2 separate regions of the Sus scrofa genome follow, and region 2 is linked to region 1. Evidence: chromatin contacts called from public Hi-C data. All regions are on one chromosome and are shown on one strand. Each heading gives the region's core, a stretch centred on a gene start, on an enhancer-like site or on the middle of the called end of the contact. The rest is flanking DNA. Distances are from core to core; before and after follow the strand shown.

Region 1 (3,935 bases), core at 1,032-3,531:
AGGGCTACTAAAGGCTTTTTCATCACTATCAGCTTCTGGTTGTTTTGATTTTATGATTTATGATGGGATCAGTGAATCACATTGTTACACGTTCACTGCTCCAACTGCTGTGCTATTAAGAGTTTTCCTTAATCCAGTGCAGTGATGTGCAGGATTCCACATCGGTGGAGCAAACAATTGCCAGTTGAGATCATGTGAGAAGGAAAGACAAACCCATACTCAGAATGAGCACTGATTCTGGTCAAGATTAATTGTTCTCCTTCCTGTATGGAAGGAATCTGATGTATTCAATTTGCCAGTGTGTGACTATATGGTCTCCTTGAAGGATGGTGCCATATTGAGGCATCAGTGTTGTTTTTTGTTGCTGGCAGGTTGAACATTCAGCAGCAGCATGACTAGATCAGCTTTGTTAAGTGGGAATTTCGGCTCTTTGGGCCTCTGCATGGCCTCCATCCCTGTTATTATGCATCCATTGTGCCAGTACTAAAGCGACCAATGGAAGAGGTTGGCTCACATCAGCTGGCTGAATCACTTCATCTACTTGGTTTTGGTAATTAACTTCTGTGGGAGTTAACGTGTGGTATAAAATCTTTGTATTTTTTGTCTGTTCCCATAGGTCCTTCCCTCTGCTTCTTCCCAGATGTCTTTGTCTCCAGTCTTCCAAACTTTCTCCTTCCAACCTCTGACCTACCAACCAAGCCATTTGACCATGATTCTGAATATATTCTTACCTTGGGCTACTTACCTTTCCATGCAAAATGAATGACAAGGTAAGGAGTCCACAGTTATGGCTACTGGGAGAATTTTTTCTTATTGCTGTCTTTTCCAGAGCTAAGTAAGCCACCAACCATTTTTGGCCTGCATTCACATCTTGAGATGACCTTTCAGTGGACCTCCTTAACCAACTTGGGAATGCCTACACAATCATAATTGCAAGTTGATGGATAGAAAATATGTAACAGTTGTTGATGATGTGGGGTCCTGGGCCACTTGCTTATACTTGTGCCCTGTAGTCCTTTTCGTGCCCAATCCTTGATGTGCTACTTCCATCTTACGATGGATTGCTACTAGGCCAGCTTGTCTTTATGCCTTAGCAGATCTAAGAGAGCCAAGCTCATGATAGGAAGTTCTAGCCACATGGTCACTTAATGTCCATTGTTAGGTGGATCCAGTAGCATGCATGAACATATTAAAGTATATAATTATTCCATATGATTATATGGTATATAATATCAGCAGACAGCAATGGCCTTGCTAGAGAATGTCATAGGGCTATGTTGTAATTTTCATATTGTGATTTGCCGTAAACTCAACATGGTAATTTTTCTCACTGCCGACATTTCCAATATAGGAGAGTTGCTGGACTGTATGGCCCAAATGATAGGGCTGCTTGTGCTGTAGCCTGAACCTGCTACAGAGTGTTTTCCTGTTTCAAGCTCCTGTAGGAGCTGGCAGCCTCTGTGTCACTCAGTGTATGTGTCAGAACAGTATTCCCAACTATAGAATATGCTGCCTCCAAAACCCATAGAGGCCTGTGAGGCATTGTATTTCCTTCATGGTGGGAATGGGACATGCAATAATTTGCCCTTTATTTTAAACCTATCCCAGACTACTGGACCCCCTAAAATCTTTTTTTTTCTAAATGTAGGCTGTTGTCCTTCCCATGAATGCAAATTTCTTCTGGTAAATTTCCAAGTACTGCTTCAGCTATTACATATCTATTGATCTGTAATCTTTTCATCTTCATCCATTTTTAAATGTTTTAATTTTTATTATATTTACTTCTTGGTTCCATTGATTATTTGGAAGTATGTTTTTAACTTCTAAAATTTAAAGATCTCTTTTGGATAACCTTTTGTTTTTGATTTCTAATAGTAGTGCTTTGTAGTCTATATATCATTTTAAAGGTTTGATACCTTTAGGCCTAAGATTTGGTCAATTTTTATAAATATTTCAAATGTGCTAGAAAAAAATAGGGATTCTTTAATTGTTGATTATAGTTCTATGTAATCTATATAGCCTTACAAATTTTATGTCCATTGAGTCAGTTACTGAAAATGATGTTAAAATCTCACACTGTATTTGTGGATTTGTCATTTACCCTTTGTAATTCTATCAAATTTGGCTTTATTTATTTTGAGGATATATTATGGATTTGCAGTTTTAGAATTGGTATATCTTCCTGGTGAATTTTTACTTTTGTTATTATGCAGTGTGAGGGGAGGGGGGTGAGTTTGAGCATTTTGGGGCTGATTGAAGAAAGATATGGCCATGAGGTGGCAGTAGCACACACAAGCTTTATTTTAGTGTTACTTTGACGGGTTTGTATGTTGGGAAAAGACCTAGCAGCATGAGACGAACCTTAAGCTTGAGCTTAAGGCATGGGGCCACCATCCCAAAAGGGAGGAGGACAAGGGTACTGGGGGAGGGCATCAGATGGGGGTTTTATGTCTAGGGTGCTTATGTATGATGTCATTTAGCAGCATGGCAGGAGTCTCTGGGTTAGAGAATTACAAAGCACAACAGCTGCTTAAAGTCTTTATAGCCCAAGGCTTATTTTATCTGTGGCAAACAGATTTTGGACGGTTTCACAGAGTAGGTAAAGCAGGCAAGCTCTAAATGGCTAAAAATCTGTTTGTGTGGATTATGCTTATTGTTTCTTGTTTTTGTTTGTTTGTTTGGCTGCACCCATAGCATGTGGAAGTTCTTGGGCCAGGGATTGAACCCAAGCTGCAGCTGTGGCAGTGCTGGATCCATAACCCACTGTGCCACAAGGGAACCTCCATTGTTTGGACTATGTTTAAAACAAGTGGATGGGTAAACTTTTGGTTTGGTGCCAGTGGGCTTTTGAGCTAATGGTTCTCAGTCTGCTGTGAAGAAATAAGCAACCCATGAGCCAGTACGCAGAGGCTCATGTATATAACATATAATGACTTTCTTTATCCCCTCTTTTGCTCATCATTGTTTATTATATTTTACTTTTTTATTAGTATTATTGTATAAAGTTTCAGTTTATAGTAGTCAACTGTCTTACTATTTATTTGTAATTCAAACTGCTCTAATAAGAATGTTACTTTATTATTTGCTTCCAGTTAACTATAACTGCTCTGGGTAAGGTCATCAATGACCTTCATGATATCAAATCCAATTAATGTTTTAAACTTTCTTATTGTGTATATACATGTTTAATTTATATAATTTGAAATGGAATATCATACATGGAATGTAGTATTTTTTTGTTTGTTTACTCTTTACTCTGTCTTCTCCCTCCTACCCAAATTCCCATCTTTACTTACCCTCTCCAGACAAATGATGTCACTCTCATTATGATGTATCATCCCATTTTTTCTCAGGTTCATAAAGTCGACATTTATACATACATACGTACATACATATATATATACACAGTGCCCAAAATAAGAATGCATTATATATATATATATATATATATATATGAAAAGAGGGGATTAAACATGCCATACTGCATCTTGCTTTTTTCCCTACTGCATAGAAATGCTGAATCAGGGAGTTACTGTTGTGGCTCAGCAGATTAAGAACCAGACTGTGTCCATGAGGATTCATGTTCCATCCCTGGCCTCGCTTAATGGGTTAAGGACCCAGGTTTGTCTCAATGATGTGATGGTGTAGGTCACAGATGTGGCTCAGATCTGGTGTTGCTGTGGCTGTGGCCAGGCCAGCAGCTGTAGCTCCAATTCAACCCTTAGCCCAGGAACTTCCATATGCTGCAGGTGTGGTCCTAAAAAGAAAAAAAAAAAAAAATACACTGAATCAACCAACAGGGCTCTAATGTGTATTTTCCATTAAGATCAGTGTTGCAATAAAAATGTGTGTGTGTATATATATATATATGTATATTTGTGTACAATTATATCGATTTTTATTTCTGTAGAATTACTGTGATAAAGAATATTTTA
Region 2 (3,935 bases), core at 740-3,239, 400 kb after region 1:
TCATTTTTTGATCAAGCTATAGTCAGGTTCCTCTGAGCCCTCTTCTCAACGAGGCTTTGACCTTGGCCTTCCACATCTCTCTTGTCCTCGCTGGGCCTGCATAGCCTCTCCCTTGATATCCAGTCATCCTTGATATCTGATCGAGTTCTGCATTCTCACCTTTGATGTCTAAGTCCTCGATCTGCCTTTAGGAAAAATCCATTACATGAGTTTAGCAAGCATTCCTCTCTCCCTGAAGCTGCCACTTGGCAATTTTCCCATCCCTTGACCCCTCCTCCTGCTTCATGGCTGTAAATCCCCACTTGTCCTTCTTGTTTTGAGGTCAGCACAATCTGTCTTCCCACTGCAATAGTCTTGGATGAATTTTTCCTTACTGTTTTAACAAGGGTCAGATAATTTTTCATTAACTCTATCCATCTTTGCTAGAGTAGAGAACTGAAAACAGCCTAAATATTTATTAGTAGGGGTTGACTAGATGCATTTTAAAGCCCGATCTTTGAAATCACATGTGGGCATTAATAAATGAATAGTGGCCAATATTCATAATATACTGATAGATTTCCCATGGCGGCTCAGCTCTAACTAGTATCCATGAGGATTCTGGTTCGATCCCTGGTCTCACGCAGTGGGTTAAGGATCTGGTGTCGCTGTGAGCTATTGTGTAGGTTGCAGACATGGCTCAGATCTGGAGTTGCTGTGGTGGTGGGGTAGGCTAGCAGCTGTAGCTCTGATTTGACCCCTGGCTTTGGAACTTCCATATGCTTCAGGTGCAGCCCTAAAATAAGTAAATACATACTTACATACATGTATCTGCATTGTTCTAGGCACTCTATCTGTTGGACCTTCAAAAGGAACTGTTCTTCATCCTTTGCTCCATTCTTGTCCTCAGTGGTGGCTTCCTCTGCTCCTCAGACCTCATGGTTGAAACCTTGGCTACTGCACCTCTGGTCACCTTCTTTTTTTTTATTTTATGATTTTACTTTTTTTCCATTATGGTTGATATACCATATCCTGTCAATTTCAATTATATAGCAGAGTGACCCAGGCATACACACACATACATATATTCTTGTTCTCACATTATCATAATCTGCTCACCTTCTTACTGCAGAGCAGAACCTTCTCTTCTCTCCAGAAGGGACAGTTCCACCTTCTTTTCCATCCCTGAGATGTGTTCCTCCTCCCAGGAGGAGGACTGGCTTATCGGACGGGTGACACTGAGCAATGACAGGTACATGCTGAGCTTTGTTAACCAGCGGAGAGGCCACAGGTCAGACTGCGGGCAGCACATCTCTTGTTGCTTGTACATTTGTGGACTTGTGTCGCCACCCATCCTTGGTCTCTCGGTAGCAACTGGGTCAGCTTAGGATGGTCCCTGGCAGGCCCAGCTGAGTTCTAAGCCTGATAATGGATGATGGTGTCAAGCTGGAGCTGTTCTGTGGGATCAGGGGTCTGCCATCCAGGAGTGGCCTCAGCTGAAAGTTGTGTCTCCCAACACAAGTTACAAAACTCTTTGTTTTGGAATTATTTGGTTTCGCCTGAACTATAATGCTTGGTCTGTGCTCTCTCTCTAACCAGATCCTTATGAACATTTCCAAGGTTTTAGGGAACAGAGGGAAGGAAGCAGTGGTGTGCTGGTAAACCGGCTCTCTGGGGGAAAAAGGCCAGATGGTAGGAACTGCTGACTTTTGTAATGAAATGTGCTTGCCATGGCGTATTTTCAGCTCCCGTCGGGCTGGTGGGCAAAATGCCTGGGTGTTTAACCCTCAGCTCTGGTGAGTGTGCTCCAGCAGCCTGTGGTGGGGAAGGAAGCCACCAAGCTTCATCACAAAATGTTTACCACAGTGAGGGAACAACTTTCTCTCAATCCATTTCCAAACTCCGGCAGAGAAGTTTTGGTGGCCAGATTGTCAGGCTTCGGTCCCTGGTTTTATTGGCTGTGACCAAGAGACCACGACTACGTAGCAGCAGGAGGCACAGTGGTTGTGAAACTGACAGCACTAATGGCCTGAACTTAGCCAGAACACAGATTGAGACTTGAACCCACGTACCAGGACGTTAACCCAGCCAAAACCCAGACTGGGACTCCAACCCAGGCTAAAACCAGATTAGGATTTAGACCCATGGTTTTAAATTCGAGTTACTCACCCTGTGTCTGGACTCACTGAGGTTCAGGTTCTTTACGCCTCCTCACAGAAGGAATTCAACCAAAGACAAAGTGATAGGCAAGAAATAGATAAACTAGGATAGGATGCTAGTGAGAGACACAAGTGGGCAGGCAAGCAAGCTTCTGCCTCGAGGATGCCCTGGGCCCCAGTTTTATCATCCAAGGGGCGGGTGTTGGAAAGGCCCACCTCTTCCTTTCTGGGAGTCGTAGCTCCTCCTTAGTACCTGGTAAAGTGTGTATTCAAATCAACTGAAGACTGGTCTTCAAACTCTTGCCCTGGTCTGAATCTGAATGCAGGTCTCCTCCCACCCCCCACCCAAGGACCAGAGGCAATTCTCGCACCTCCACTAGTCAAGCAAGCCTGCTTATTCTGAGGGTTTTCCTAAACTTACAGTGGTCCCCCAGCTTTCCCCAGGTTTTCCTCTTTATCTATGATCCCTATCAGGACTTTATTTTTTTATTTTATTTTTTATTTTTTTTTCTTTTTGGCTTTTCTAAGGCCACACCCATGGCATATGGAGGTTCTCAGGCTAGGGGTCCAATCAGAGCTGTAGCCGCGACCTATGCCAGAGCCACAGCAACGTAGGATCCGAGCTCTGTCTGTGACCTACACCACAGCTCTCAGCAATGCTGGATCCTTAACCCACTGAGTAAGGCCAGGGATCGAACCTGCAACCTCATGGTTCCTAGTTGAATTCGTTAACCACTGACACGATGGGAACTCCCTGTATTGGGACTTCTACAACTACTGGCGCCTACTCTATCCCTCTCCATTAGCCATCTTCTGCAATGAGTCAGAGGCAGTTAGGGTCAGTGTGTGCTGGGCCAACAGCCCAGTCCGTCTGGGTCTCCCATAGCAAAGCCTCAGACAAAGGCTTATATACATGAAGTTTACTTAAATATGACCTCAGAAAGCGGAAGTACAGGACTGATAGGAAAAGAGAGAAAGACAAAATATGGATGTATTATTAAATTCACAAATCTTACCCTTTTGTTAATATTGGGTAATAAAAGGGCAATTTACCCAAATAATACCTAAGGAGGAAATGAGCTGGTAGTTGCTAGGGGCCATCACTGGAGCCTGAGACCAAATCTAATGCAGAGGAGAGTAGAGCTGAGAGAGGAAAACACACCAGTCCTGGTGACACCATTTCACCCCTGACCGGGGGATGTTCTGATGTCCCACGTGTCAGCTGTGTGGACCACTCTCCCCTTCAGTTTTGGTTGTGTGAACCAGTTAACTTCTTTATTGCTTAAGCCATTTGGAATCATGTTTTCTGTCACTTGCTCATAAAGAGTTGCAATTGCTGTACTTCACAATAACAGGGATCGTTGTATTCTGGTTGTGCGGTCGTATCTTTTCCAGCAGGTTGTCACCTCCTAACGTCAGGACCCGTGTATCCTATTCCACTTGTGTTCTCAGAACCTAAGAGAGCACCTGACATATAATAGAATTTTGTGGACTGAAGGAATAAATGTGTAATATTAATTTGGCATCTATAATATTGATCCCTTCTAAACTTCATCAATGCTTTTAAAATATTAAACAATTTTTATCATTTAAAATAATTTATATACTAATGTGCATATAAGCATTCTTTCTTTTTTTTTTTTTTGGCTTTTCTTTTTCTAGAGCGGCACTCACGGCATATGGAGGTTCCCAGGCTAGGAGTCTAATCGGAAGTGTAGCTGCTGGCCTACGCCGGAGCCATAGCAACACGGGATCCAAGCCGTGTCTGTGACCTACACCACAGCTCATGGCAATGCC

Evidence for each region. A called contact is a pair of places that touch in the nucleus more often than the background predicts.
Region 2: a contact with region 1 is called in a Hi-C map of retroperitoneal adipose tissue, with 2.3 times the contacts expected there. The contact joins two enhancer-like sites. A contact is called at or near these places in 6 of 47 Hi-C or Micro-C datasets (alveolar macrophages, embryonic fibroblasts, mesenteric adipose tissue and 3 more) and 1 of 2 datasets of contacts at active chromatin or transcription factors (alveolar macrophages).

What each region holds. Positions count from the first base shown.
Region 1 is chr8:118,142,885-118,146,819 of Sscrofa11.1, forward strand. No RefSeq gene overlaps it. Among named protein-coding and RNA genes, the nearest start is that of CISD2, 20 kb to the right of the region's middle. Within about 2 kb of position 2,282, at least 7 of the 83 cell types and tissues checked have an H3K27ac peak or open chromatin away from gene starts, as enhancers often do. A contact at or near this core is called in retroperitoneal adipose tissue, where this site is marked.
Region 2 is chr8:118,545,077-118,549,011 of Sscrofa11.1, forward strand. No RefSeq gene overlaps it. Among named protein-coding and RNA genes, the nearest start is that of SLC39A8, 58 kb to the right of the region's middle. Within about 2 kb of position 1,990, at least 4 of the 83 cell types and tissues checked have an H3K27ac peak or open chromatin away from gene starts, as enhancers often do. A contact at or near this core is called in retroperitoneal adipose tissue, where this site is marked.